7 separate regions of the Mus musculus genome follow, and all the other regions are linked to region 1. A link is a contact called in public Hi-C, promoter capture Hi-C and targeted proximity ligation data. All regions are on one chromosome and are shown on one strand. The core of a region is the stretch at or near the end of the contact, and the rest is flanking DNA. Distances in the headings are between cores, read along the strand shown.

Evidence for each region. Promoter capture Hi-C pulls out the DNA fragments that hold promoters and counts their contacts. Hi-C and Micro-C count contacts between places; a contact is called where the count stands out from the background.
Region 2: a promoter capture Hi-C map of hematopoietic stem and progenitor cells shows a contact between it and region 1. A contact is called at or near these places in 10 of 39 promoter capture datasets (the C10 cell line, the HPC-7 cell line, cranial neural crest and 7 more), 4 of 484 Hi-C or Micro-C datasets (bone marrow-derived macrophages, microglia, muscle stem cells and 1 more), 25 of 130 datasets of targeted methods (the 230-238 cell line, the NIH/3T3 cell line, T-cell acute lymphoblastic leukemia and 18 more) and 2 of 9 other capture datasets (adipose tissue and pancreatic islet).
Region 3: a targeted proximity ligation map of pro-B cells shows a contact between it and region 1, with 4 times the contacts expected there. A contact is called at or near these places in 7 of 39 promoter capture datasets (the C10 cell line, the HPC-7 cell line, cranial neural crest and 4 more), 3 of 484 Hi-C or Micro-C datasets (bone marrow-derived macrophages and embryonic stem cells), 23 of 130 datasets of targeted methods (T-cell acute lymphoblastic leukemia, acute myeloid leukemia, bone marrow-derived macrophages and 12 more) and 2 of 9 other capture datasets (adipose tissue and embryonic stem cells).
Region 4: a targeted proximity ligation map of bone marrow-derived macrophages shows a contact between it and region 1, with 11 times the contacts expected there. A contact is called at or near these places in 4 of 39 promoter capture datasets (the C10 cell line, the HPC-7 cell line, cranial neural crest and 1 more), 2 of 484 Hi-C or Micro-C datasets (bone marrow-derived macrophages and embryonic stem cells), 22 of 130 datasets of targeted methods (the 230-238 cell line, CD8 T cells, acute myeloid leukemia and 11 more) and 1 of 9 other capture datasets (embryonic stem cells).
Region 5: a Hi-C map of bone marrow-derived macrophages shows a contact between it and region 1, with 34 read pairs. A contact is called at or near these places in 10 of 39 promoter capture datasets (the C10 cell line, the HPC-7 cell line, embryonic stem cells and 4 more), 34 of 484 Hi-C or Micro-C datasets (B cells, the C10 cell line, CD4 T cells and 22 more), 31 of 130 datasets of targeted methods (the 230-238 cell line, DN3 thymocytes, the NIH/3T3 cell line and 20 more) and 1 of 9 other capture datasets (liver).
Region 6: a promoter capture Hi-C map of liver shows a contact between it and region 1. A contact is called at or near these places in 5 of 39 promoter capture datasets (the 3T3-L1 cell line, the C10 cell line, liver and 1 more), 7 of 484 Hi-C or Micro-C datasets (bone marrow-derived macrophages, embryonic stem cells, erythroblasts and 3 more), 14 of 130 datasets of targeted methods (the 230-238 cell line, acute myeloid leukemia, bone marrow-derived macrophages and 8 more) and 2 of 9 other capture datasets (embryonic stem cells and liver).
Region 7: a contact with region 1 is called in a Hi-C map of erythroblasts, with 3 times the contacts expected there. A contact is called at or near these places in 7 of 484 Hi-C or Micro-C datasets (the G1E-ER4 cell line, embryonic stem cells, erythroblasts and 2 more) and 7 of 130 datasets of targeted methods (the NIH/3T3 cell line, bone marrow-derived macrophages, embryonic limb bud and 4 more).

Annotation. Positions count from the first base shown.
Region 1 is chr19:32,710,009-32,714,053 of GRCm38.p6, reverse strand. It overlaps Atad1 (ATPase family, AAA domain containing 1), which reads left to right and starts at 1,756. Exons shown (of 10, transcript NM_026487.3): 1 at 1,756-1,788.
Region 2 is chr19:33,203,339-33,207,383 of GRCm38.p6, reverse strand. It overlaps the pseudogene Rnls and the pseudogene LOC115489056. Among named protein-coding and RNA genes, the nearest start is that of Mir3970, 48 kb to the right of the region's middle.
Region 3 is chr19:33,184,643-33,188,687 of GRCm38.p6, reverse strand. It overlaps the pseudogene Rnls. Among named protein-coding and RNA genes, the nearest start is that of Mir3970, 30 kb to the right of the region's middle.
Region 4 is chr19:33,157,955-33,161,999 of GRCm38.p6, reverse strand. It overlaps the pseudogene Rnls. Among named protein-coding and RNA genes, the nearest start is that of Mir3970, 2.9 kb to the right of the region's middle.
Region 5 is chr19:33,099,372-33,103,416 of GRCm38.p6, reverse strand. It overlaps Gm29863 (a long non-coding RNA gene), which reads right to left. Exons shown (of 5, transcript XR_386659.2): 3 at 3,732-3,830; 4 at 2,548-2,684; 5 at 1,256-1,665. Among named protein-coding and RNA genes, the nearest start is that of Gm29863, 16 kb to the right of the region's middle.
Region 6 is chr19:33,078,314-33,082,358 of GRCm38.p6, reverse strand. No RefSeq gene overlaps it. Among named protein-coding and RNA genes, the nearest start is that of Gm41835, 5.3 kb to the right of the region's middle.
Region 7 is chr19:32,387,179-32,391,223 of GRCm38.p6, reverse strand. 2700046G09Rik (RIKEN cDNA 2700046G09 gene) reads right to left here and starts at 2,008. Exons shown (of 2, transcript NR_033198.1): 1 at 1,848-2,008; 2 at 40-1,519. Sgms1 (sphingomyelin synthase 1) reads left to right here and starts at 2,712. Exons shown (of 10, transcript NM_144792.5): 1 at 2,712-3,004.

The DNA of each region.
Region 1 (4,045 bases), core at 507-3,006:
AGCTTAGACCAGAAGTGTTATCACCTATCTTTACTTAATAAACCCACTTTGTCTTAACTCTTTGTGTGTGTTGTTGTTGTTGTTGTTGATCATGATGATGCATAGCCAAGGATCTGACTTTACCTGAGGGGAGGACCCAGTGACAGTGATGGTGGTACTGTCAACGAACAGAACTGACAAGGTCTAGAAGCTACTAGGAATACTTGTGAGGGATTCTCTTGACTAGGCTAACTGATAGGCTCATTCTAAACTTGGGCAGCCCAGATATTGGCCTACACATAAGGGAATCCCAGGGATTTGTATTCAGTTTGCTTGCTTTGTCACGTGCTGGTGAGTTACCTAGTGTTTCTGCCATTGTTGATGTTGCTGCCTCTGGCCTCATCCACTGAGATCAGAATCCAGGTTCTTCCACAGACTAAAGACTAGTCGTGGCTCTCCAGGAATCCTTAAAGCCTTGTGGTCTTGTTGGACTGCTGAGGCATGTTACCTCCAGCACTGCGAAGCTACCAGGACAGCCATTGTTGGACCATTCAAGACTGTGCTGGGTAAACCAGTCTAAAATTAAAACAAAAAAACCAAACTCTTTTTAATATTGATTCATTCCATCTATTGTGTTCTTCTATCGAACTCCAGTAAAGTCCTTTAACAAGGAACTTTCCAGGCTCTGGCAGCACTTCTGGGCTGTGTCTCTCCACAGCTATTAACAACATCATTTACTAATATAACTGTCAGCAGAGGGAGGAAGCAGTGTGTTACTTATGTGGTCCAGGGTATAAAGCAATCCTCCTTGCATAGCCACCCCAAATGCTAGGAAAACAGGCATGTGACACCAATCCCAGCTTGGCTGTAGAATTCTTTAGCCTTAAAAGATAATCCTGAAAACAGAGCGAAACAAACTGCCTCCTCCAGGAATATAAAAAGGTCTTAAGAAGTCTGTCTTATTCCTTCATAGTCCCACTGCCTTTATTTGAAGTGATGATGCTCCTTTTGTTTATGGGCAGTGTGTCTACTTATTCTTGTTCCTTAGTAGTGTATATACATTCAGAAGGGGCTGGCTTTCAGATACGGTTCCTTGGAATCTTGGTGTCACGTCCCTCACTTCGCAAGAGGAAGGGGTTAAAAAAAAAAGTCATCAATATGCAAAACCTGTCACCAGATGCCCTATTCTGACCCAACTGCCAGACCTCCCTGGTCTGCCTGGCTGCTCAAGCGTTCAGTGGATTCTCAGGCGCCGCCTCCAGGTGTCATCAGTACAGAGATGGGGGAGGAGGGTGAGCTCACCCTAGAAACCGAAAGGCAGATGGTGAGGCCATGCGCGTCTGAGCAGCATCATGAGGACTTGCTGCGGGGATGGGGGGTGGTGGTGGTGGTGGAAGTTTATCAAACCAGGGAAGCATTTCTTTGCCTTCTGTAAAAGGCTCCTCTGTCAGGGTTGCGTACAGCTCCAGAGTAGCAAGGGATTTCATGTGTCAAGCGTCTTTCCCAATTCAGTTTCTGAGTCTCTCAAGTTGAACTCAGAGCCCTTTGGGGAGCACCCTGTTCATCCTATCTACCTTTCTGAATGTTATCGGCCCAGCGGGTACTAAGGTGTAGGTTGGGGAAAGTAGCTCGCCCCGCACTGCGTCGCCATGCCTTGGCTGGCACGCCACCGGCTCGGCAGGGATCGCGCATGCTCCGTGCGGTGGGGGGCGGGGCTCCAGCCCCCGGAAGCGTTCTCTCCCCGGCCGCGTTTCTTTCCTGTGCGAGGCCGGGCTACGGCTCTCCCATCGTCTCTGGTCCTGCCTCTGGGTGAGTAGCGGGTTCCCGCGGGGCCGGGCCAGGTGCGTCCCCCATCCCTCCCGGTCCCCCAGGGCCTGGCGCTCACCTGGGGAGACCAGCCCGGTAGTCACCTGCCTCCGCGTCGGTCACACTTGAGCGCCGCCCCGGATCCAGCGGATTAACCTCCAAGGGCGTCCGGGGCCTCGCCTTGGCGCCCGGCCGGGCGCGAGCCCTCAGGTCTCAGCGCTGGCGGGAGACTCCGGCTGCCCGCAAGGACATCTCTTGTAGGCGGCCTGGTCATTGGAGGATCGGGGGCGCTCAGGGCGACCTCAGGGCTAGGCTTGTAAGAAGGCGGCTGGAAGGAGCCGGTCCGCTCGTGCCGGCCCCTCTCCTCCTCCCTCTTTGTGCAAAGGCGGAGGTGTTTCTTCAGTGCTGGCCATGCTTTCCCAGAACATGCTGATGTTAATAATGACCTGCCCTCTCCGCGAAGCCTGGCAGGAATTCATTGTCACAGTCTGCGACTGTAGGGCCTTGATAGGCACAGAATTGCTGGGACTTTGAGTTGAGAGACCATTTGGAGCACACTGCAGTGACTTAGGGAATACTGCAGTAAAAACGTTAGTAGTTGCTCAGAGATAGGGTATCCACACTGAAACCAGAGCTAAACAGGAAAAGATTTAAAATGATATGCGTTTAAAGATAATTCTGAATTAACACCGGTCTAGTGGTGTTTCTTAGTGATATACAGCAATGTGTATATTTTGTTAAAATTAGCGTCTATGCAAAATTGAAATACATTCTCCACATTTGCAGCCAATTTGCAGATATATCAGTGCTTTATGAATGATAGATGGGTATGTACCTCATCTGTGGAGACTGTATAAAATATTTCCATTCACTGTCCACACAGCAGAACGTTTCCGTTTCATTTCAGGATTTCGAAGTCACTTTTGGATATGATGAGCAGTGGTCTTTTTTTTTTTTGTTTTGTTTTTGGTTTTGTTTTTTTGTTTTTTGAGATAAGTCTTCTCTGCGTAGCCCTGGCTGTCCTGGAACTCTGAAGACCAGGCTGGTCTCCAATTTGGAGATCTGCTTGCCTCTACGTCCCAGGTGCCAAGATTAAAGGTGTCAGCCACAGTTTTTGGAGTTCTTTATATATTCTGGATATTAATCCTCAGTCAGTCAGTTGACAAAGATATCCTCCCATTCTGTGGGCTACCTCTTCACTCAAATTTAGCTGCTGCTACCACCATCAACCTCTGCCTAGACCCAGAGTAGTCTTAAATCTGCCTAGAGTCAATGTTAATATTGGAATGGGAAGATATGTAAGCAAGAGATTTGTCTGTTGGTGGTGTTTTTTTTTTTTAAAGATTTATTATATTTAAGTACACTGTAGCTATCTTTAGACACACCAGAAGAGGACATCAGGTCTAATTACAGATGATTGTGAGCCACCTTGTGGATGCTCAGATTTGAACTCAGGACCTCTGGAAGAGGAGTTAGTGTTCTTAACCGCTGAGCCATCTCTCCAGCCCTGGTGGTGTTTTGATAGGAGTAAAAAATTATTACTGTCATCAGGTATGGTGATATACAGCTTTAATCCCAGCACTTGGGAGGCAGGGGCAGGTGGATCTCTGAGTTTGAGGATAGCTGTGTCTACAGAGTGAGTTCCAGGACATCTAGGACTACGTGGAGAAACCTTTTCTCCATAAACAAAAACAAAATCTGTTAGTGTCTTCATGACGTTAAGGAAATATGCTTTAGGAATAGCCTATAGCCCTGATTTATCTTGTAATTCAGTGACTGCCCTGTAGATGGCAATTTCAACATGCTGATTTAAACTCTTGGTTTTTGGAGGCAGAGATGTTTTATGTACTTTAGAATTATCTTGAACCCTATGTAGCCCAGGTTAGCCTTGCACCTTAACCTTGGCCCTTCAGTCTTCCTAATAGTCCGCTGAGATTCACAGGCTTGTGCCACTATACCCAGCTCTGACTGAAACCAAAAAACCAAACATTTTATTGGAATGTCATGACTTCACAGATTGTTAACAAAACCCTTACCCCATCTGTTGCATTATTATTATCAACTATGTTTGAAGCTTTATTGAGATATAGACAACGAAAGTGAAATTTTCAGGTCCTTTGAGAAGTTGATTATCATGCATCCTATTTTTCGAAATCTATACAAGTGGATAATCCTATGGATACTTAGCCATACTGTGAATTGTTACATGAGGCAATTATCATTTGGTGGCTAAATCAGTTCCCTTTTTTTTTTTTTTGTA
Region 2 (4,045 bases), core at 569-3,068, 490 kb before region 1:
CATGAATTTGATCTTAAGATGTTAATCTCTGCTACTCATGAGAGGAGAACATTATTGGACGTTGCTTGACTGCCTTCCTAGAGGAGACCAGACAAGCACATACTTAATACAGTTTTGCCCAAGGTCCAAGCTAGGAAGAAAGAAAGGAATAGTATTATGAAAACAGTAATTGTTGTTTCTCAGGATACTGACAACATAGTAATTTGTTTCATATTATATTCTTACAAAATTACCAATTCTAACATGGGGATGTCTTCATTGATAGTCAATAATGCCCACATAAGAACAAGTCACAGATCCTGGACATTCAAAGCCCATGAGATATAGTTCTTACCTCACATTATATGTAATCTAGTTAATAATTGTATGTTGTGATTATTTAATAATAAAGTAATTGCTTCTTTAATTAGGATATATAAAACGAAGTAGCATTCTCCATATCCTTGAATTGATCTCCTTCCCTTGTGGCAACTTCCCAAGCCAGTAACCATATCAGACTTCACCTTCAACACAATATCCAAGCCTCATGAACAGTAACTCATTAAAATCTTCAAAAAAAAAATCCCAGAGTATTTTATTTTCATGTTTCATGACCTTGAAGTAGGATGCTAGGTAAAGGCTTATAACCAGAGACATAAAACTGCTATCATTGAAAAAAAAAAAAGATAAATTTTTAGAAAATCTTTACACAAAACCACAGTGTTTATTAAAGGGGTGAAAGCGTCTGGAGGGAAAGCCTTTGCCTTCCACTTCCAAGATTCACACCCAGAGCATTCATGTAAGGAACTACTACACAGTAAAGAAAAAGGCAGATGTATCAAAAGATGGCCTAGTCGGCCATCACTGGAAAGAGAGGCCCATTGGACACACAAACTTTATATGCCCCAGTACAGGGGAACGCCAGGGCCAAAAAAATGGGAATGGGTGGGTAGGGAAGTGGTGGGGAGGGTATAGGGGACTTTTGGGATAGCATTGGAAATGTAATTGAGGAAAATACGTAATAAAAATATTAAAAATTTTTAAAAAAATACAAAGAAAAGAAAAAAGAAAAAAGCAGACACCCAAATGAAAACGTTAGGGCCTACTTGAAGATCTCAGTCCAAATGAATGAGTGCTCAGAATTTTATTTATATATTTCTATGTATGTATGTATGTATGTATGTATGTATGTATCACTTCTCGGCCTTTTGGCTAAGATCAAGTGTATGTATTTGTGTCTAAATATATATATATATATATATATATATATATGCTTACATGAATGAACATGTAATATCATATATGTTAGATGCATATTTTATATCTATTAGATGTATAGACATATATTCTAGCTAAAATGGAAGTTTATGGTGTCCTCTGTTGTTATAGAAAATCAAAGATTGTTGTAATAATTGTAATAGCCATTTAGTCCGATTTCATTCTTACATGCCTATAGTCTTCTTTACCCAAACTTACAGTTATTACAACAGAAAGCAAGTCATGTGTGTCTTAGACTGGCAAAGCAGTAATAGCTTCCAGTGGGAATCAAAATCAAATCCACTGAGGAGACATATTTCTGTCAGGTGACATAAAACAGCCACCCTGTCCTAACCTGTAAAGTGCCCCCGAAACTGCTTTATTTTCTCTACTTCTTGCTCTCTAAATAGATTCTAAATAAAGTGACTCTGCAATTTAGAATTTGCCTCTCTGCCAGTAATGAGAGTGAAATGAGAAAGCCTGCTTCCTCTGTCTACTTTAAGTCCTTCAGGTCAGTATGAGAACCTGACATACAGTAAGCAACCCTAACGGATGAATATTTTGTCACCAAAACCAGAAAACAGGAAGAATACATAGTATCTGCCCTTGAAAATAGAGTACAGAACTAGAGGCCTGAGTCACAGTAGGAGACTAAGAAAATTAAATTACTTAATGTTGCTCAGATGTACAGCCCAAGTCTTCTGTTCTTGCCCTCTCCTCCTCTCCTTTCCTGTCAACCCACATGTGCACAAATGTGCATGGAGACACAGATGCAAGTATCACACAGTAGGAACAGGTCCCTAATTAAGGAATTCTCCTCTCCTCACCCTTTAGCCTCTTTACTCCCGTGATAATCTAAATTGTCTCTTATAATTTACATGCATACATATATATCATGTATACATATATAAAATGATAGATTAATTGAAGATTATGTACTATTAAGGTACATATTGCACTAAGTAAAGATATTGTGCAATCCTGTTCACTCACTGTTAGATGAAGCTGGTGGGCGGAGGGTAGCATTCAAGTAAAAGGTGATTATACAGATTATGTACTTTCATTTGAGCCTTGCTTGCTTTATGGTTGTGGGTCTCCCCCCGCCCCCCATAATGAGACAGGGCCTCATTATGTAACCCTAAGCTGTCCTGAAACTTACTACGTAGATTACAATGGCCTCAAACTCAATTATCTGCCTGCCTCTGCCTCCAGGGTTCTAGGATTAAAGGTGTGCACCACCACTCCTAGGCTTCATGTATCTTTTTTCTATACCTTGACACTTGATAATTATTATTTTCCTTTCTGGAATATATGTACACATTTACCTACACAACTGACATCCTTCAAAGTTAATTGCTTTAGCCCAAGAAATTTCTTTCAAGCAAAACAGGGCTGTTTTTAGGTCTGACCTGTATTTCAGAAATCAGAATCTTCCCATCTTAAAGCTGACGTTTTTGATAAGTGAGTCTGTTGAGAATTAGATTGTTTCAGTCAGAAGTCTTACCTCCCACACCCCATCAGACAAGGTGTTTACGGTTAGTTGCTTTTTCTCTGTAGATACCAATTACCTTTTCAAAGGGCTACCCAAAGGGATTTACCACTTGTCAGTTTGTTTAAACTTTAGCTAAATGTACAAATATGGTGGAGGTGAGATCCAATTTGGCTGTCGACCTGCTTGACCCTTTAGTTTTAGATTTGAAAGAAAGCATTTCAAGCCTTCATGTGTACTCAGTAGCTCACGACTTTGTTTGGTTTATTGATTGCTTTGTTTTCAGTTTTCTTAATTTAAAGATCGTTTGGTTGTGGTTTTAATTCCACAAATGGACAATTTGGGGAAATGAGCTTAATTTCTTGAACTTCAGCTCTCACCTCTTCTCTTTCAGAAAGCAGTAAACATAACTCAGTATCAAGCCATAACTTGAAAGGTGCATTAAATTAATAGGACAGAGGCCCTTCATTTTATTTTTAATTTAATGGGGCTAATGTCAGATGGGCATTTGTTTATTAAGGAGGTAAAGCTTCCTAAAAAGGCAGACAGTGTTGCCTGGAGAAAGTGATAGCATTTCCTTCTGAGTGTAAAATAATCCTCAATGCCTGAGAAAAGTCAGTGTCTGAGTTCATTCTGGAACTCCATCATCAGGGTGATTGAGGTGACAATAATATGTCCATGTCTAAAAGTGAGAATTCCAGCTTCACCGAGACGAGTCCCCATGATTAAACCTCTCCAATTTGTAGTTTTCCGGAAACGTGAAATAAGAATATTGAAAAATATACAATAATATCAACCAACCAGACCCCCCAGATCTCCCAGGGACTAAACTACCAACCAAAGAGTACACATGGCTCCAGCATACGTAGCAGAGGATAGCCTTATCTGGCATCAGTGGGAGGGGAGGCCCTTGGTTCTGTGAATGCCCAATGCCCCAGTGTAGGGGAATGTGAGGGCAGGGAGAGGGAAGTGGATGGGTGGGTCGGTGGGGGGAGCACCCTCATAGAAGGAGGGGGAGTGAGGATAGGATAGAGGTTTGTGGAGGGGAAAGGAGGAAAGGGGATAACATTTGAAATGTAAATAAATAAGATATCCAATAAAAAATAAAAATATATAACATGTATCTTACCAAGACTTTGATGAAATTCAACACTAATTCTAAAAATGTTTGGCCAACTATGACTCTAACAATATTTGTATTTTTTTAACTGACGTGTGGGACTGTTATTGTGCTTCAATAATGTATTGAATATTCTCCCCACCTCTTTTTACTTCTAAAGCCACCTCTCTGAGGGCTGACCTAAGACCCTTGATAATAAG
Region 3 (4,045 bases), core at 1,053-3,552, 470 kb before region 1:
CTTCTGTTTTTTCCTTTTGGCAGCACAAGTAAAAGCTGTAACAAGCTGAAAATCTCCCGTTGTCCCAGGATAGATAGATGTTTTCCTAAAGCTTGGGGGGTCTTAGCCAAAGGACAACGCTTCTCTTAAGCAGATCCAGAAATATATACAGTCTCAGTAAATATGGCTTCTTTTCCCTAAACGAGCAGAATCTTTGGAGGTTTTAAAGGAACTGAGGCTAGGAAAAATATCCCAGTCCTGGACAAGAGTAGAAATCAGAAATACTTGTGAAAATTGCTTTCTTTATTTTTTTCATTCATATCCAACTGTTCTTCCATGCTACCTACCCATTGCCTAGTTTCACGCCCTATGCGCAGTCCTTGACAATTTTCCATGTTTCTAAAAGATGAAATCACTAGTCTTTTCACTGTCTCAAGCAAAACTCAGGAAACATCTTTGTTTCTTCTTCTTTTTTTATGTCAATGTACAATATGTAATTAAGTCAGACTGACTGCTCCCAAAGTCGACTTCGAGCTCATCTCTTCATTGCACTTGACCCTGCCAAGCCACTGTTTTCTCTCAAGTAGCCTCTAGATACTTACCTTCTCCAGTTCCTTATGGAGCCAGAAATGTCTTCCCAAAGCCCATATCTGCCCAGGCCACTCACTTGCTTCCAACCAAAAGCTCTCCAATACCTTCTTTTGCATATATGATTAAACCTCAAATCCTTAACTTGTCCTACACTGGGTTAAGTGACCTAGAACAAGAGTCACAGACCTTTTCCTACAACAGCCAGAAGATAAATACTCTAGATTTTGTGAGCTATGCACCCTAAGAAGCGTCTACTCCGATCCACTGGTGTAATTAAAGCTATATATGCTATGCAATGACATGGGTATGGACGTGCCTCAATAAATTAGTACAAACACAAGTGTGCAAAGTATTTGGTATCAAGACCGTAGTTTGTCTGCCTCGGCATGTGCCTACCTCGCCAGTTCGTCACTCTTAGCCAGTCTAGCTGTCCTGTCACATACTTTTTAACCAGTTGTGAATTTTCCCATTTCAATAATTTCCTTTGTAGACTGTCAAAGTTCAATTGCTCCTTCTACAGAGGCCATTTCTTCTTATTTGTTTTCTTTTCTTTACTGTTGCTGCTGCTGCTGCTGCTGCTGCTGCTGCTGTTGTTGTTGTTGTTGTTGTTGTTGTTGTTGTTGTTGTTGTGACAGGGTCTCACTATATAGTCTTGGCTGTACTGGAACTCACAAGGTAGACTTAGGTTGGCCTTGAACTTTCAGTAATTATTCTGCCTTTGGCAGTACTAGTACTACCCAGTACTAGGATTAGGATTGCATCACCATTTCTGGACAGAAGCCATTTATATATTCTCTATTTAATTCAGTTTCCCTCAGTACTCTTAAATAGCAGCCTGTATTTTCAGTAATTGTGAGTAATCTCAATTGCCAACTTGATGATATCTACCTGGGTGACATATATCTGAGCATGCCTGTACATGATTATCCTTATTAGATTACTTGAAATGAGATGACTGGCTCATTGTGGGTGTCACCATTCCCTAGGCTAGGATCCTTGACTATATAAAAGGAAAATGTGATGTGAGCACATGTGGATACAATGTGAGCAGCTACTTTCAAGCTCATGCCATCTTGACTTCCCTGCTGTTGTACCTGAAATGTGAGCCAAAATAAACCCTTTGTCCCTTTTTAAAGATATTTTATTATAGCTACAAGAAAAGTAACTATAACTATACATATGTCCGTGAGATCTTTGCTTAATATCTAATTTATCTTCAAATTTTTATGGGCCCATAGGTGGATCTGTCTGTAGTTGGTGCTTAGCATAAAGTATTTCTCAATAGCATGCTAGTCAGTTAAGAGTTAATTAATGAAATTGAGCCAAATAATGAGAGAAGAAAAAGAAAAATATAACTTGGTTATTGCTGATATGAAATATAAAATGCTTTCATTGAAGCCCATTCTTTGCCAAAGTACATCATTTTAAAAGTTATACTTGAATACTAGTCAGAGCAATTAATTGGCATTTCTCAAAAATTTAAGAGTATACAGAACCCATGGCTCATATAGCACCCTGAGGTTTATGCAATCTGATGTTGAGTGGGCAAATACACTACAGCTGATAGCACTGCCATCTGAAATAAAAGGCCAGAAAATTGGGGTGAGTGAAATGAAGAAAGAAACACAGGAAATCCAACCATTTTCACTGGTCTTGGCCTCAATGTAAAGCACTTCTCTCGTCCTCATATGTGGGCCTGTGAAAGGCGGCCTGTTTTGGTTGAGCAAGGCATGGTTCAGTGATCAAAGATGGCTCCAACTTACTACCAAATAGAATAGAGGGAGGTTCTCACAGAGCATGGGATGTCCAGTGAAATATGATCGCTTCCAGATAATACAAAAAAGAAAAAAGAATGAGGCCAAAGATATTTCCAAGTCTTAAAGAAAATTGACTATTAGAAGGTTTATGCCCCATATATTGGCTAAGAGTTATTATATATTAGACTATTAGTGTCTTACTGTCACAAATCTCTTAGATCCTTTTCTACAAAGACCTTTAATATACTAGAGCAAAGTGATCATTTTCAAAATGATTCTATGTTATGACCATGATTTTATTATGTGGTCTATAATATTCTAATTGTTTTTTAAAAATTATATGTCACTTTTTAAGGTTAAAGATCAAAGTCTATAAACCATTAGGGAACTGGTCTTTACAAGGATAGGAATATCTGTATTCTTCAGCTCCCAAAATTATTTATGACTCTATAAGTAATTCACTAGTCATACATATACTTATGGGAACTCTATTGCACTGTTGATGTAAGCCATACATTGTTCTAAGTGTCTAGATGGAAGAGACACCCAATATTCCACTCCACTAGAGCTTATATCTAACCAGGATTATTTGAATATATCCCTATAGAGAAAATTAAAAGCTCGGATTCCTTGTAAACAAACTCTTAATAGTATTCCATCTGGTCTTTCTTTTATTCCAGTGGAATTTTGAGGATATGTAGTTTAAATTTTATGCACTGAAATGGGGATAGAACATAAGAAATAATACCTAATGTTGACACCTGGACTCCCCATGCATGCACAAAAACACATGTGCTCAAACAGAAACCACATACAGAGAGGGGGAGAGAGACAGACAGACACACAGACAGACAGACACACACACACACACACACAGAGATGTTGTTTACTCTTTTAAAGTGCATACTCATCATCTTACTATAATAGTCTCTGAACCAGACAGTGTGCTAAACTCTAGATGCTTTTTTTTATTTAATCCTTACAACAACCCTATAATTTATGATGGTGGTGGGGGTGGTGATGTGTGGGCTAAAGTTGAGAAATAAGTAAAAACATGACATCAGCTTGAACTTTGTCTTTAGTGTATACTTTCCTGATAAAAAATAAAAATTTCTGTCCAATAGGGCCTAATAAATACTCCCCATAGAGATTTAGTGCCCCCACCTCCTACCCTGTACCATACTGAGACTGACTGAAATCTGGAAACTGGACCCTTCTTTTCATCTCTAGTCTGTATTTCCTATCGTTTGTATACTGAAAATTGTGAATTTTAAAGTGCATCCCTAAAAGTTCAGCGTATGACACCAAGCCTTCTTTCTAATTCTCTCTCCACCCTTCTCTCAGATTCAAATTCATTAAGTCCCCAGCACACACAGCAGTTAAGCCCCTCCTACTCCACTGCCATCACAGCCCCATCATAGGAAGTGAAGGATTCCAGAAGCCTAATTCTCCTCCCCCTGTGAAGTACACTGAGATCCATACCACAAATCATGACGATAACTTGTTATTTTAGCTATTGCCTCTTACATATGGCTTCACAGAACTTGTGAATTTTCTATCCATTTTTAGTATATAAATGAAGTATCTGGTATATCAACAACTATTCTAAGTAGTAAATGGGATGACAATAAACCAAGGCATTTGTAAACAATGTAGTGCTTTTACTCACCATAATAGAAAATAGCTCAGTTGACCTCAGAAGTGGTCTGGAGGTTAAG
Region 4 (4,045 bases), core at 645-3,144, 450 kb before region 1:
TATATCAGCTTTTCATGTCTAGAACAAGATTCCACACAGAATCAACTTACAAGGAGAAAAGATTATCTTTTACAGCTGTTGAGAGTCCGGTGCAAGACAGATTAGTTTTACTGTTTTAGATTCAGGGTGAGCATCATGTCCTGGCAAGAGCATGTGTCAGAACAAACCACTTAATCCCAGAGAGTACAGAGGAAGGGGGGTGTGCTGGGGACTCAAAGTCCTCTCCAACAGCACATCTCTGGTCACCTCATAACCTAATATCTTAAAGTGTCTGCCACCTCCGAGCAAGACCATTCTGAGGCTCAATCCTTTTAACACATGGCTCTTTGGAGGACATTTAAGATCCAATCTATTACATGTTCCAAGCATGTCACATATTCACGTTATCATCTGTTGGATTGAATCTCTGAAATTAGACATTTCATTTGATACTTTAAAAAAGCCATTTGATCATTTTAATGAAGTAGATTGAGAACTTTATAATTTTAATAATTTTTAAATAAAATCTATAGCTTTGTTTAAGGTTACTCATAAGCTAGTTCTGAAAGCAATTTAAATCTATCACCCCTGAAAGACACTGGCTAGCTCACATCACAGCTGTAAATATGTAGCTTTCTAGCATAAGTGCTTTAAACTATAAATGTTAATTTTATTTATCATACTACATGTTTACTACATGTTTATCTCCATAATAAAATCACATTCTCTTCATTATCTTATCACGTGTATTGTGGCTTTTCTTCTTCACTTGTGCTTTATGATTTCTACATTTATAATAATGTGTTACAGTTATGGTCTTAAAACTCTGAAGTCAGAATGACATTGGTCAAAGAGATTGCAACTTTTAGCATCAGCGTCTTCATTGAGGCAAAACAATAGGAAAACTTACCCCATAGAGTTATGAAAAATGAACACTGAGAAATCCATGAAACACGCAGTGCAGACACTGCACAAAGCAACTTCTCCATCATCACTGACCATGGTGGTAAGGACAGGAAGAGGTGCCACAGAGGGCTATAGAGCTGTAGCCACTGCCAGTGCTTCTTCATTACCTCTCAGCAAACCCCTCTTCCTTTCATTTATTTAATTCTCTTCTCTTTTGAGAATTTCTCTCTTCTCGTTTCATATATATAAGTAGTTCCAAACTGGGATGTTTCAGAACTGATTTGGTGTCAGGGGCTTTGACACTTAACCAGGGCCTATGTACTGACTTGTTTTGTGTGTCAACTTGACACAAGCTGGAGTTATCACAGAGAAAGGAGCCTTCCTTAAGGAAATGCCTCCATGAGATCCAGCTCTAAGGTATTTTCTCAATTAGTGATCAAGGGTGGGAGAGGGTCCACTGTGGATCGTGCCATCCCTGGAATGGCAGTCTTGGGTTCTATAAGAAAGCAAGCTAAGAAATCCAGGGGAAGCAAGCCAGTAAGTAACATCCCTCCATGGCCTCTGCATCAGTTCCTGCTTCCTGACCTGCTTGAGTTCCAGTCCTGACTTCCTTTGGTGATGAACAGCAGTATGGAAGTGTAAGCTGAATAAACCCTTTCCTCTCCAACTTGCTTCTTGGTCATGATGTTTGTATAGGAATAGAAACCCTGACTAAGACACCTACAAGGAACTGTTGAACAGCATCAGAATAGGACATGTGACAGCAGTAGACCTCTGTCTTAGTCACCTTGTCACTTTTTAAGCTTGAAACTTCCCCTGATTTTTGCTACTCTCCGAAACTAGCCTGTACACTTTTTGGTGTTTGATTATTTAACATGTCTGTGCCCTGAACCAACATTGCCTGGCATAAAATTATGGGTACAAACCACTCTTGCTTATACATCATCTGTTCATAGAATTTTTTGCATACTAGACGATATCAACTAGGGCATGAGTCAATCTAGCAACAACAGGAAGGCTGGCAAGTGTCATTTTCAAACATTCCACTGAGTCATCTTCCATGTAGCTGGCCACTCACTTCAGTTCCTTTGATGAAGCATGTTAAAATATCATTCTGAGAAATCTCATCCTTAATTTAGGAATGTACAGTCACAGTTTAATTTAACTTTATACAGTTAAATATCTCCTCTTTTCACAAAATTCCATAATATATGAACTATTAAATGTTTGAACACATGTACATTTAATGAAGTCATTTTTTTCTCCAACACTGCTGGGACTCACCCTGCCCTTAGCCATTATCACACTTACTCAAAATTACTAAATTACTTTAAATGGTAATACTTCATAGGAAATGTTTAAATGTCTAATGAGAACAAAAGTCATATATTACATGTATGCATATTAATCTGAACCCAGAATTAATACTGGATGGTAGGTGCTGTTACATGGGTATGGACACACTAGAAGTAGGTCCTATTCCAGCAATATTTCTTGAAAATGATGTCTATGTGATCTATTTAGACTAAATATCAGTGTTATGCTATACAACTAACAAGTTCAGTTAATAACATCTAATTATACTACATTGAAAATTGGTAATATAAATCCATGTTTTCATTCAACATCTGTTGAGGTCTAACTGTGTGTTAGTCACTGTAATGGATTCTGAGGCACTGTCATCCTTCAGCAAGTTTCCATATAGTCAATCAGAAAGAATAACCACTCTGCATAGAGTCACATTGAAGTACAGTATGACACAAAAGATATGCAAAGTGCTATTTGAAAATACAGAGACAACTTGCAGAAGAAACCATAAGAAACAGCTTCTTAAAACAGAATTTTAGCGGAATATTGCAAGATGTTGAACTTAGACAGGAAAAGGCCATGAGAGTAGCAGTGTTCCAACAACTGCACAAACTTTTCCAGAGTTAAGCGTGCACTTGAGGAACAGTCAGTAATTCTGTTTCACAGAAAAGTAGGATGTTGCTAGAGTATGGGACAAGATCACAGGAACTATTCTGTCCCTGTCCCTGGAGAGGGCTACTGCTATGCCCTCTGACCTACTGCCACAGTCAGAAGACTACAACAGAGGCTCCATTTCAGTTCTCCAGTTCCTTACTCCACCCTTCCCTTGCTGTCATCTGTGGCTGGACTTCTTTGTATCATGATAGTCTAATGCTTATTCTCTCTCTTTTCTTCCTCCCTCCTCCCTCCCTGCTTCCACCCTCCATTTCTTTTCCCCTCCCTTCCCCATTTTTAGTCCCTTACTTGGTGTAAGTCACAGAGATCTATTTATAACTGACCCCCTCCTTTCTGGCTCTAAGAGACCTTAGATTCTCATCCATTGCAAAGGTGAGTTAAGGATTGCAAAACTCCAGGACAATTATGGTTCTAGGAAGCAAACTTAGAATTCAAACACACCCTACATAAAAGCTAGTCCTTTTCGAGCCTGTCTAACTGCTGGTGGTTTTTGAGTTCTAGCTTTTCCCCAATGGTGACAAATTGTCATCGAATTCTTTCTTCCTTGATGTCAGCTAGAGTAGTCATGGTTAGCATTTGTACTCTGATCTTAGACATTCCTCATGGACTGTTCCCATCTGATGCTCACATCAGTCCTGATATCCAGAAGGAAATACTGTCTCTGCTTTAAATGAGGATGTTCTGGTTTCTGATGCAAACTGTGCCTCTAGTGACATAACTACTAAACAGTGAAACAGAAACTGGTACACTTCACTTTAGACTCAGAGCCCGTGTTATATCCCCTCATGGGTGAGCTGGAAGTGGACCAGAAACATAAATGGACAGCCTTAAGCTATAAAATTTCTAACTGAAAACATAGGAGAAGATTAGTATGACCTTGGGTTTCATGAGCATTTTTAGATAGAATAGAAAGAGCACAAATTATTTAAAAAGGAAATGATAAATTGTATCTACTGAATATTAAAACCAATATATTTGAAAGGTACCATAAGGAGAATAAAAAGGCAACTGCAAAATAAAAGAAAGTGTTAGAAAAGCACATATCTGATAAATGTTTACTATCCCAAGTGTATAGTGAATTCACACAAATCAATAATTTAAAATAATACAAATGGTTCAATTGTTTTAAAGTGGGCAAAAGATTTGAAGAACATGACACTAAAGATACTTGCATTTA
Region 5 (4,045 bases), core at 642-3,141, 390 kb before region 1:
CTAGACTTCATGGCTGGTTACACATGTAAAATGGTTGTCTGCTCACAACTTAAAGACATCAGAGGAAACACTGGTATTAGAGACATGGTAAATAATCTAATGCATTGATTTCCTGTAGTCCTGAATGGGTAAAGCTGTGCTTGCTACTTCTATATACCTATCCTCTTTATCTCCACAACGCTCTCTCGGAGGGAGAGACAGTGGGAAGAAAGGCGAAGGAGCATGAAGACAAAAATGTGATTTGTATAAACAAGACAAATCCATTACACTCTCCATATTACACACTGGACACATTCGAAGTTCAAAGAACAGAAACTAGATTCAGAGGTAATGCAACAAATCCCACACCGCTGTCGGAGTGGTAGCACTCCTGGAGGAAAAGCCAGGAGCGGTGAAGGGTGGATTTTAGCATGTCTTGCGCATGCTTATTTATGGTGCAGCACTTCACTGGGTGACACTTCACAGGCTGCACACTGGCGAGCTGGAGAGCTTTGAAGAAAAATAATGAGCTGAGAGGTTCATGACATGCTATTAAGAAGTTTGTGATTGGACTTGGGAAATCAGATGGATCTCCAAGGAAAAGGGACCATATCTGAACCATTGCATTTAGAATATTTTTGAGTCCCGGAGCAGCTATTTATGAGAAGGGAGAGTTGTTTTTTGTCTCAATTCCAGGTTCTGACTTATGTGTAGTGAAGAAGCCGCTTTGCACAGCAGACCTGAAGTCCCTGAAATATCCATGACGTCACCTTTTTTCTACTGATCTCCCTTTGACTGCACAGAGGCATGCTATTAGCTTTGTGCTGTTTGAGCTAAATTCTCCCACATGTAGCTAGCAATCCAGCCAAAACAATGTCAGCAGGAAATTTCACACTGGATGCTCAAGGTAGTCCCAGCTCAGGGAGATGGAAAGATCAGGTTCGGATGCTTGGTTTTGCTAAGGATCAGGACAGAAAGAAAAGGCATCCAAGGTGGGATGCAGGGCTGCCTAGAATATGCAGCTTCCTGTCTTCCAGGCAGTGAGTGGTACACTGTCACCCTGTATTCCCAGGGCTTATGTGACATATGTGAATACAGAAAGCACTCAGCTCCATTTCTGGTGGTGAACCTAGGAGACCTTGCTCCTAAATGACAGAGGAGCCATTTTAAGATATGATATCATAAAAGATAATAATATCTGAAAGGGGGAAATGCATGCACCCAGGGTAACACATAAGTAGGCGAGCACAGGATGAATTTGTGGTTAAACCATTTATTCCATTGCAGATGACAATTTAACTCTTTGGAGCCCAGAGTTCCCCCTATGCTCATGCGTCGTGAAGAGATGATTACGTAATCTGCACTGCAGGTTGAATTGGGAACATCTGGGGACAGTTGTAGGGAGCTAGCCATGATCCTGAAGCTCAGACTAAGATCACTGGCCTCCAGTTCTCTCTGCCAGCCCCATGGTAACAGGAAGGCATAACCCTTGCCCCCAGATCTATTGAACCGAGCAAACAGTGGGGCTGAGCACTCGCATTGTGAACGACTATTTGGAGAAAAGATGGGGTGGGGATTGAAATGTTCTGCTAATCAAAGGCACCAACTGTTGCTGCTTCTCCGGCTTTCTTCAGAAACATCACACGGGTGATGGTACGTTTTTTTCAAGCCTGCGCCAGCCCAGCTCTAAAATGGAAAAGTATTCGTTTCATATGAGCAAATGTTTTCTTCTTTTTTGCTTCTCTCTCTCTCTCTCTCTCTCTCTCTCTCTCTCTCTCTCTCTCTCTCTCCCTTCCTCTCTCCCTCCCTCTCTCTCTCCCTCTCTCTCTCCCTCTCTCTCTCCCCACTGTGGGAAAACGAACTTACTTTCAGTTACGCCTGACATCTGACCACTATACTGATCACGAGGACACTGTGGTAAACCACAGGCCCACTTGAAAATATCTCTCTTAGGCACAGTTCCTGTGCTTTAGAGGGCACCATCCCTGGCTTTTGGTTGTGGCCCTGACTCTCGGCTCTGGCGTCCTCCATAGGAGTTCCATTTTCTCTTTCTTCCTCTACTGACAATGAGTGGTCTCATCCCCACATCTTCCAAATGAGCCAATTCACAAAATAAGTAAAATGTAAAAATGGTGCCTTTTTTTTTCCTATCCAAAGCCTCAAACAGAGCTCTGACTGTACACTGCACCCTTCTAAAAATGAAACAAGGCATGAAAACTTAAAGATAGGCTCAGGAGAAGGCTTGGTGGGTAGGAACACTTATTTCCTGAATGTGAGGATCTGAGTTCAGATCTCCAGCACACACATAAAAAACTGAATGTACCCAAGTGGGCCTGTAATTCCAGCACTGAGGCAGGGAAGACAGAGACAAGAGAGAGAATTACAGTGGCTTTTTAGCCCACGGCCTAGGCAAAAAACAAAATCGGCACTGGTTCAGTGAGAGAGTCTACTTCAGGGGTATAAGGCAGTCAGCAATAGAGGGAGATGCATGTATGCACAGATGCAAGCAAGTGAGTGTGTGTGTGTGTGTGTGTGTGTGTGTGTGTGTTTGTACCCGCACACACTTACAAGGCGGTAGAGGGTGGGTGGTGGTATCTTGATTAATAATGAGATGACCAGCCAGGATTTATTCATACTCCTTCTGTCTGAATCATCTTGTTTCTTGTAGCTGTTTTACACTTCCAGGATCTTGCCATCTGCCCACTCTACAGAAATACAGGAAAGCATTTTAAAAACAATGGCTTGGGGGGGGGGGGAGATCTGGGGATCCGAAAACCTATCTTTCTTTCTTTCACCCCACTGCTTACTGCTGCTTTCCTGAGAATGCAGTGCTGTTCCTGCTGCACCGGACTTGCCTCTTAACAACCTTCCTTCTGCCCCTCACAGCTCACATCTGGAGCCTGAGGAGAAAGAACAGATGTGGCTGCCCCCTTGCCTAAGTGGGAGGGGGGAGGACACCCTGGGTAGTTTGTCCTGCTTGGATCTAATATGTGTCACTGGAATATAGGTCAGCATTTTGATGGATAGGTTGAAACAGGCCAGAGGCAAAGATACCCCCGGGTTCACCCCACTCCACTCTACTGTCTTCTCCCCCAAAGCAAGTTAAGCCCCCAATGGCCTCAAGAGACATGCACAGCAGATGGAGCTGGTCTTCATGTCTTTACATTCTGCACACTAATTCTGTAGAAATCTAGAGCTAAGCTAAGGCTTTATCAGTCTGGGCTTGGGCCAAGCTTCAGGCTGAAGTTCAGCTGGCCTGGCCGGACGCAGATGCCAGCTGTTCACACTAACCTTGATTCCCCACCCCACCCCCAACACCTGATTTAGATAGCAGAGTGGCCAAGTGACATGCATGTAGCCCTGATGCACAACTGGAGAGATGACGTGATTTTTAATTACTGTGCAGTTCAGGTGGGAGCAGGAAACACAGGAAAGATACACACACACACACACACACACACACACACACACACACACACACTGAAATGAAACAAGAGAGTGCTACTGGTCTTGCCTAAAGATTATTACTTTAAAGGATTTTTTGGCAAATTTTGGTTTGAACACAGGCTTGACAACTCCCTTTCCCCCACAGTTCATAGAGGGACAAAGATATTAAATAAAAGCAGATTCTTCTTATGATTTAAAACATCAATGTGCTGGTCCCAGTATTGCAGAATTAATGCTGAGCAGACAGACAAGATGACATTCAGATCCAAAGATTTAACTTTGAGGAAAATGCAAAATATACTCACCAAAAATATTCAATTGGTCATTCAACATCACTGAACGGAGTATTCTTAATCCATATCTCAACACTCCGAGAGCCCAGCCTGCGACTAATCGTCCTTTGTCTAAAACAATGAAGATACAGATGGATTAGGAGAGGGACTTGTGCAGAGCTGAAAAGTTCAGCTAGCAAGCAGAGCTTCAAGGAAAATGAGATTTCCTTTAATTATGTTGACACTGGATGCCCCGGTAAGAAACTTGCACATGTGAGTTTATCATTTGCCAAATCGGTGTGTTTGTGTTTTCTCGTCACGCACATCGTGTCTAAGTACTTGTTCTG
Region 6 (4,045 bases), core at 894-3,393, 370 kb before region 1:
TCAGTAAAAGAAAGTTTAATCCTAGATCTGGAGAAAGTGATGGACAGGTGGGTTAGCTGAGCATTGGGGCACTGGATGCTCGCACTGAAGCTTAAGGGAAAGAGCACACGGAGAGATGCGAGGATAGCCTGGGCCACCTGGCTAGCTCTATTAGCCAGGAAGAAAAGCAAGAGACGTTAGTGAGGGATGCTGGGGAAAGAAGCATAAAGGGACGGAGGCAGGCTTCCAATGCCTTGGTCAGCTTCTCCCCGTAACCGATGCTCTTCTGAGTAGAGCAGTTGACTTTGGCTCATTGTGTACGAGGTTTCAGGCTGGGATCAGTTGACTCTGTCGGCCGCCACCATGCCTGCTACATCAAGGTGGAGTAAAACCATCAAACCCATGGCCAGAGAGAGAAAAAACAAAAAGGGAAGAAAATCCCTTAAAGGCCTGAAGCCTTCCACCTGCACCTCTCAGAAGTTCCACCATCTTCTTATAGCATAAAGGCTGGATACCAAGCCATTCATGGGTGAGCCTTGAGGTGACACCTATCCAACACAGCACAGACCAAGAAGGCAATTCAGAGAGATCAATGATAGCATGTGGGTCAGGTTTTACAAAGGAACCAAAACTGAAGGAGCAGAGATAACAGGGCTAGATAACCAACCACCAGGACACCGTGATACAAGACAAAAATGAAACCAAAGGCACTTTCAGGTGGTAACAAGAGCTCTGTTCTAAAAATAGGCAAGCTGACAGGAAGGTAAGTGACATGGAGAGTGGCTCAAAGGAGTGTAGTTGAATTAAGTAAGGCTCTATCACTAATGCCGATCATTCGTCCTCCAGTTAAGAGGCAGATGCCATTTCTCAAGGCCCTTACATTTGAGGAGGGGCCATGCTGCTGTTCAGTTATAAGTCTGAAGTTTTCTGGACCAAAGTGGTGAAAAGCCTGCACTTTGATCTTTAATCTCTTCTTTCTCTCTGTTTCTTCTTCCTCTCTCCTTCTTCTCCTCCATTGTTCATCCCCCTTTTCTCCCTGACTTCTTTCTTCTCTTCTTCCTCCTCTTCTTCTTCTTCCTCCTCCTCCGCCCTAACCCCCACAATGGTTCAGGAGGAGATCCTCCACTTAGATGAGAAAAGCAAAAGATTGAAACATATGCACAGAACAGATAAATATTGTCCATTGAACATATCATGAGATGTAAAAATCATTTGTTATTACAGCATAACTTAGTTCTACCCTTGCTAGCAAACATCAAAGCTAGGGACATAGCAAAAGAGAGTAGCAGGGTTAAGAAAAAAATATTTTTCCATTCTATACTTAATTTTACAAAATGGAAAGACCCAGTGTGGAAGAAAGTCTCTAAGATAATAAAACAATTGTGTGTGTGTGTGTGTGTGTGTGTGTGTGTGTGTGTGTGTGTGTGTACATGCATGCATGTGGTGGCCAGAGGTCAATCTCAAGTGTCATTCCTCAAGAGCCATCCACCTGGTTCTTGAGACAATGTCCCTCAATAGATCTGAGGCTCCATTAGACTAGAGCAGCTGCTCACCAAGCCCTGGGGATTAGTCCGCCTCTGCCTCCCCAGCACTGGCCTCTCAAGTGCTCACCACCACACCTAGCTTTTTTTATGGGTGCTGGGGTTTGAACTCAGGACCTCATGCTTGCACACCAAGAACTTTACCAACTGACTTGTCGCCCTAACCCTGATAAAGCAATGTCCCATAGAAAGTAGACTACATGACAAAAGTCTCTGCTTTTCTTCTTCTAAGGGAGAAATAAAAATCCAGAAAGAATGCTCAAGAGTTTAAGTCAGAGAGGTAGGTGGTGGAAGTGTATGGTTACAGTGCAGGTACTTCCTTCCTAAGAGAAGGGAAGGGTAGGACTGGGAGTTCTTCATGTGGGGCAATTTCAAGGTATGTTGAGCATCCATGCCTGAAATTAAATACATTTGCAGTGACCACCTTTGTAGGTTGGCTTGCTGGCAGCTAGCCAGCTGGGATGACTGGCAAAAGACAGATCCAAAGTGCATTTAACTTCTCTTGTTATTTAAAAAGTAGACCCTTACCCAGAAATGGTTAAGCTGAGTCCTGTCCTCAGTCCTAGCCCTTCTCTTCCTCCCACAGTTTGCCTATGTCCTGTAACTAAATTAGTTATTCTATTTACAGGCCAGTGCTGATCCCCTGACAGAACAAGATGTGCTGTGCTCTCTCTGCAGTGCACTCCTGGTGAACTTTAAGCCACACATCTGTTGCAGAGAAAGAGCTTGTATTCCCCAGTGGCCAACTTTAGCTGAGAGTTCGGGGTCCATCTCCACTGGGGCATATTTTTATTAGATAGGCTGTTACAGAATCCAAGGAATAAATTTAGTTATTTGTCTCGCTACAGTCACTACAGTGCCTCCCAAATAATTGTTCCTTCTATCCTCTTGATGCCAGTCTAAGACTCTTCCTACAAATGAATATTTGGGTTAAAATCCGTCTATGCTTTCCTTTACCCTCAAGCCATTGCAGTGTATGGGGTAAGGATTTATTTCCAAAACCTTTCCAAGTCTCTTTTGGTTAAGACCTGGAGTTGGCATTATTTTGTAAAGAGCCAAAGAGTAACAGCTATGCTTTGTGGAATGTACATCTTGTTGCGACTAGTCAGAAGCTAGAAAGCAGGGATAATATCTGAAAGAATGGGCATAGTCCTGTACCAATAAAGTTTTATTTATTAAACTTAGTCTGTAATTTTTGTTTAGTTTATGTTCTATCCTTTGCTTATCATGACTTAACTGTTGTTGTCCACCAGAAAGACTTTAGATATACTGGCAGATTAAAATATAATAAAAACAAAAATGTAATAAGCAATATATTTTGTATAGTCGTCTTTTAGAAGGAAAAAAAATAACTTAAAACATCAGTTTTGGTTTGGGTTTTGGGTTTGGTTTGGTTTTAACCTTTGGACAATAGTCTAGTATCTTTCCCTTCTTAAAATGCTGTGTTTTAAGATAGATGCCTCTTCTCTACCATACACAAAAGAAAAGAAAAAAGTTAAGAAGAGCAGTGGACTTTAATTCAGAGATGAGAGGGTTAAATGGCTAAAACTGGGAGGGTGAAAGTATCACTTATCTGCAAACACAGCCTCTTCTTTAGAAACTGATTTACCCAGACATCAAATTGATTATAAGATATCTCCAGTAAAAACAAATTGGTTGACCTTCACTTCGGAGATCAAAGGTTACATTCATACCCTGTCGGATGGTTCTGTGAAATTGCTCCCAAGCTGCCTGGTGACATATTTTTGAAAAATATTTTCCTCCAACTTTATCAAGTGTTCTTTGTGTTCTGAAAACATAATTTGAAGTCCCAGCTGAAGCGAAGACTTCCTGAGTCTCAGATAACTGAAACCCTCCAACTGTATCCAGAGACACATGATTAGTTAGGCTGGGCATCAATTACAAGGGTTAATATCTCAAAGTCTAGTTACTTATTGAAGACTGAAACTAACATTTTATAACCACATTTTTTTTCATGAACCAGAAGTAGATAATGAGCTAAAATTGTCTATTTGGATGTCCTTGGCATTGCGTTGCACAAATAACTTAGATAGTAGTATCTGGCAGTGAGCAAATGTTCTCAATTTTTTTATGCCCCTAAGCAAGTCTCAAAGTGAAACTTCACAGTTTAAAAGTTAGGAGAATTGAGCTGAAGAGACAGTGCAACAGTTCAAAGCATTTACTATTCTTGTAGAGAACCTAGAGTTGGTTTCTAGAACCCAGAGGTACAACCACCTGCAATCCAGATTCAGGGGGTACAACCCCTCTTCTGACCTCTGCAGCTTCCTGTACTCACGTGTACACATAAATGCACTCATGCATGTATCGTGCTTCTGACCTCTGCAGCTTCCTGTACTCACGTGTACACATAAATGCACTCATGCATGTATCGTGCTTCTGACCTCTGCAGCTTCCTGTACTCACGTGTACACATAAATGCACTCATGCATGTATCGTGCTTCTGACCTCTGCAGCTTCCTGTACTCACGTGTACACATAAATGCACTCATGCATGTATCGTGCTT
Region 7 (4,045 bases), core at 759-3,258, 320 kb after region 1:
TTTCTTATGATTTGGTAAGAAGTAGTGTTAGAATTCTCTTGTTTCTTAAAGTCATTTATTACTTCATATATGATGCTATGCCTGCCTGCATATATAGTGTAACTCTTGCATGCCTGGTGTTCTCTGCAGCCAGAGAAGGCATCAGATTCCAAAGAAGTAGAGTTTCAGATGGTTGTCAATGGCAAAGTGGGGTGCTGGGAATTGAACTAGGGTTCTCTTCAAGACCAGCAAGTACTCGTAACTGCTGAGCTACCTCTCCAGCCTCCTGTTAAGGTTCTTCATGGTTTAGTGGACTAGAAAAGGAACATTTCATCTTGATTATTATTATTTTTTGTACAGTGACTGACTTAAAAGTATGCCAACTCTGAAGCATCTCTTATGACCACGCCATTCAAGTTACTTTCAAGGCGAGGATTTCTCTCTAGATTACCATCCCTATATTTACTTAAAGCTCTGTTATGTATATTTTATGTGTGCCTTTTCTAAGAACCACTTTCTGAAATTGGAGTGAAATTTGGAGTATAAAATACTTGTATACTCTGCCCTTTTCATGTATTAGGAATACTCCTAAAACTTTCATAGAAAAATGTTTTCTTTTTCCTAAAAAACATTTCAAAGATACAGGGAGGGGGGAGGGGAAGAAAAACTAAACTAACTCTAATGCCTGGGACACACTTGTAACAAGTGTGTGTGGGGTGGGGAGGGAGAATTTTAAAGTCTGGATTCCATGACCTGCCAGGCAGCAGCTCGCTTGCTTTGACCTTGGTTACAGCAAATGCAAAGTAACACTGCAAAGAGCCAGCGGCTGTCCAGTACTTACTTCAAGACAGCAAGCCTCCTTTTTTTCCCTCTTAGGTGCAAACTGATGAAAATAACCAGCGGGGCTACTATAATCTCAGCCACTCCCTTGCTCTTGGTTGACACTCAAATAGAGCAGGTTAGTGGGTTGTCATTTAAAAGCAGTATGCGTCAGGCCACCCTTTCTTATCTCCCTGAGAAGTGCGATAGCATAGTGTCCTAAGGTGAAGAGGCCGGAGGTGCAGGAGAGGACAAGACCTTTAAGAGCTCACACAGGAGCAGACACATTTTAAATCCGATTTTTCACTGTATTTGGGGACAGAGGACGCTAAATTTTCAGCACCATACACGAAAAAGGGTCTCTACTGCTTAGGGAAAGCGGCCATCAGATTCACCTTGGGAGCTTGTTAACCAGGTTTCAGGACCGACCCCACTAGTGGCGTTTCTGATTCTGTAGGTTTAGGTGTGGTCGTGAATGTGTCGTTCTAACGAATTCTCGGGTAATGAGGATGCGGGCCCAGAGATTCCAGGACCCCAGGTGACACCATCACCATCCAAGCTAACCAGCAGCAGGAGAAAAGCATGGAGGAGAGCGACGGCTGTCCAAACATCTTTCGCCACCTTCATCCTCCGTCGCCGGGAATGGGTCAGAACAGGGAAGCAGCAGGAGGAGCGATGCCAGCGCCTTAGGAACGGGAACTCCTCTTCCCAACTTCCGCCCCTGGGGAAAAGCAGAAGCCATCAGCTCCAAGAGAGCGGCTCTCCAATTCTTAGCCGTTAGGTTCTGGCTCTGGAGACAGCCGGTCCTCCCGGTGTCACCGGCGTCGCAGTACCCTCGCTGTACCCCCGCTGTAGACTGGCGGACTGCATGCAGGTGAGGGCGGGGGCCTGTGCCTGGTGGGGAGGCAAATGGACTAGAGTCTGCCCGGATCCCGGACCCTTCTTCGTCTACGGCCCCGGAGAGCTGAAGATGGCTGCCCCGGAGCTCCGCGGACAGTCACGTGTCTCGCAGGCACGGCCGTTCCCCCCTCCCCGCCCCCAGACCAGACCCTGCAGGGTAGCGCGTCCCGGGCGACCCATGCCACGGTGGTACGAGCGGTCGGCCCAGAAGGCCGGAGCTACTGGAGGCTGCTGTCTCTGCCGCGAGATCACCGTCCTGGTACCGGGTTCCACTGCCCGAGCTGGAGATCTGCCGGCGACCCGCACCCCGTGGGGCCATTGGGCATGCGCAGTGCTCCGGCCCTGGTGCGGCGCTCTCCAGGTTTTCGCCGCAGCTCCGAGAGGCGGCGGGAGGTGGGGCCCGGACGGACTAGGGGGGAGGGCCCGGTTCTTCCCGAGAACTCCTGGGCCTTCACGCTGCCTGGGGCTGCGCGATTTAGGAAGCCTGCAGACCCCTGATTTGGGGGGGGGGGGGGGGGGGAGATGGTGGTTTTAAGGATTAGAGCTTCGGAAAAATGTCCCGAAGAGTTTGAGGTTCATCCATTTTAAATGATCAATCATAAGGGAGTCACAAGTGTCGCAGCTCTTGGGCTTGGTGGGAAAGAAAATGCCAGTGTAGTTCGCCAACAGCTGTCCCCGTAGGTAGTTTCACCAAGGCTGAGTTTGTGTCCCCAACCTTCTAGCCGCCTTTTGCCGCACAACTCTCGGGCTGGCTCCTAATAGGGCTTCTGATCCCGGAGGATGAAACCCACCATCTTTCTCTTCTCGTGGTTGGGGGGTGGTGGGGGCGAAAGGGAACCGCATCTCCAGTTCCCGTTTCTAGAAACAAAAAGGACTCCCCCCCCCCCCCGTCCCCACCCCCAGCACACCCCACGGCCAGCTGTCCTGCGGGACTCAGCTGGGTCCCTGGTCGAGCGTCCGCGGTCCCCGCCCCCTGGCCGCCGGGAACACCCGGAGGAACGGACTGGCGTCGCGCGGGAAGCCGACCCGGCTCCGCCGCGGACTGGGCATGCTCGGCAGCCCGAGGTTCCAAGTCAGAAGCCTTCTCGCCAGCTCGGCGGCGGCCGGAGCAGCGGCGGCGGGCTGCCGGCTGGACGGGAGCAGGGAGAGCCGGTTCGGGCGGGCTGCTCGTCCCGGGAGCCTGGCACGCGGACGGGAGAGCGGGATCGGGTGCAGAGTCCGCACGCCGCCCTGCCCCGGTTTCGTTCCGCGGCGCGGGGCTCGGCGCGTGGAAAGAATTCCGGCGGCTGCCACGACTCGCGTGCAAGTGAGTCGCGGGGCGGGGGTGGAGGGCCGGCCTCCGGGTCGCGAGCGGCTGGATCTGACCCGAGTCTCTCGGGCCAGGCCTGACCTCGGTTGACGGCGGGCGGGCAGCCGGGGCGAGGGGGCGTGAGCGCATACCGCGCGGTGTCGCGCGTACCTGGCGTGCGGTCCCCCGCGGCCGCTCGTGGGGGTGGGCGCGGGGGAGCGCTCTGGCGGCCGCGATCCCGGCTCCGAGGGGGCGGGCCGCCGGCGGGGCTCCCCCGCCAACTTGGGCGGGGAGGAAGGAGGAGGCGTCCGTGGGCACCTTTCCGAGGTGCTGCGTGCGGGCTGGAAGGCTGCCTGGTGTCACATTGAGGCGAGCGGACGGTAGCGGGGCCTGAGAGCCCGGGACTGAGGACCTTTCCAGGTGGAAGCCAGCCAGAGGTCCCGTAGTGCTTAGGGGTGGACCCCCAAAATCACAGCCCCACCCCCACAACCCTGGGCGGCAGAGTGACAGTTGGTACCTCCTGGCCTGATCGCAGCGGGGCCAAGAGTCCGCGGCTTTGGGATTCCCTTCAGCACGGCCCCTCGATGACCCCCAACGGCATAACAGGTGGGACCCCCCTTCCCGGAGGAGCGAGCCCCTTCCTTCCCAGGCGGTGTAACAGCCCCTGGCTCGCGACTATTCTGAGACCCCGCGTGTCCTCACCGCGTGGGGGTGTTAAAGGGTAAGGCCTGCAGGGGCATCTGCGTAGCTCTGGACGCGGTTCGTCCAGAGAATGAGGGGTCTGAGTGATCATAGGCGACTTGTCAAGGGCACATCAGTGGTAGCAGCGCTGCCTCTGCCCGGATTTTAAACCCACACTCCAACTGTCTTCCTTTGGTGGCCCCGGTGTCCTGGTCCATCTAACGGATTCTGGATAATGCTTGATCCTTTTTGACTGCCGGGCTAACAGTCGGGGTGGAGGATGCTATTGACCTGGGGAGCTGAGAGAATCCGGGCAGGTGCTTCTCGGATGTTTCATTTCACCTTCAGACAGGACCGAGTTCAGCGCTACACACATAA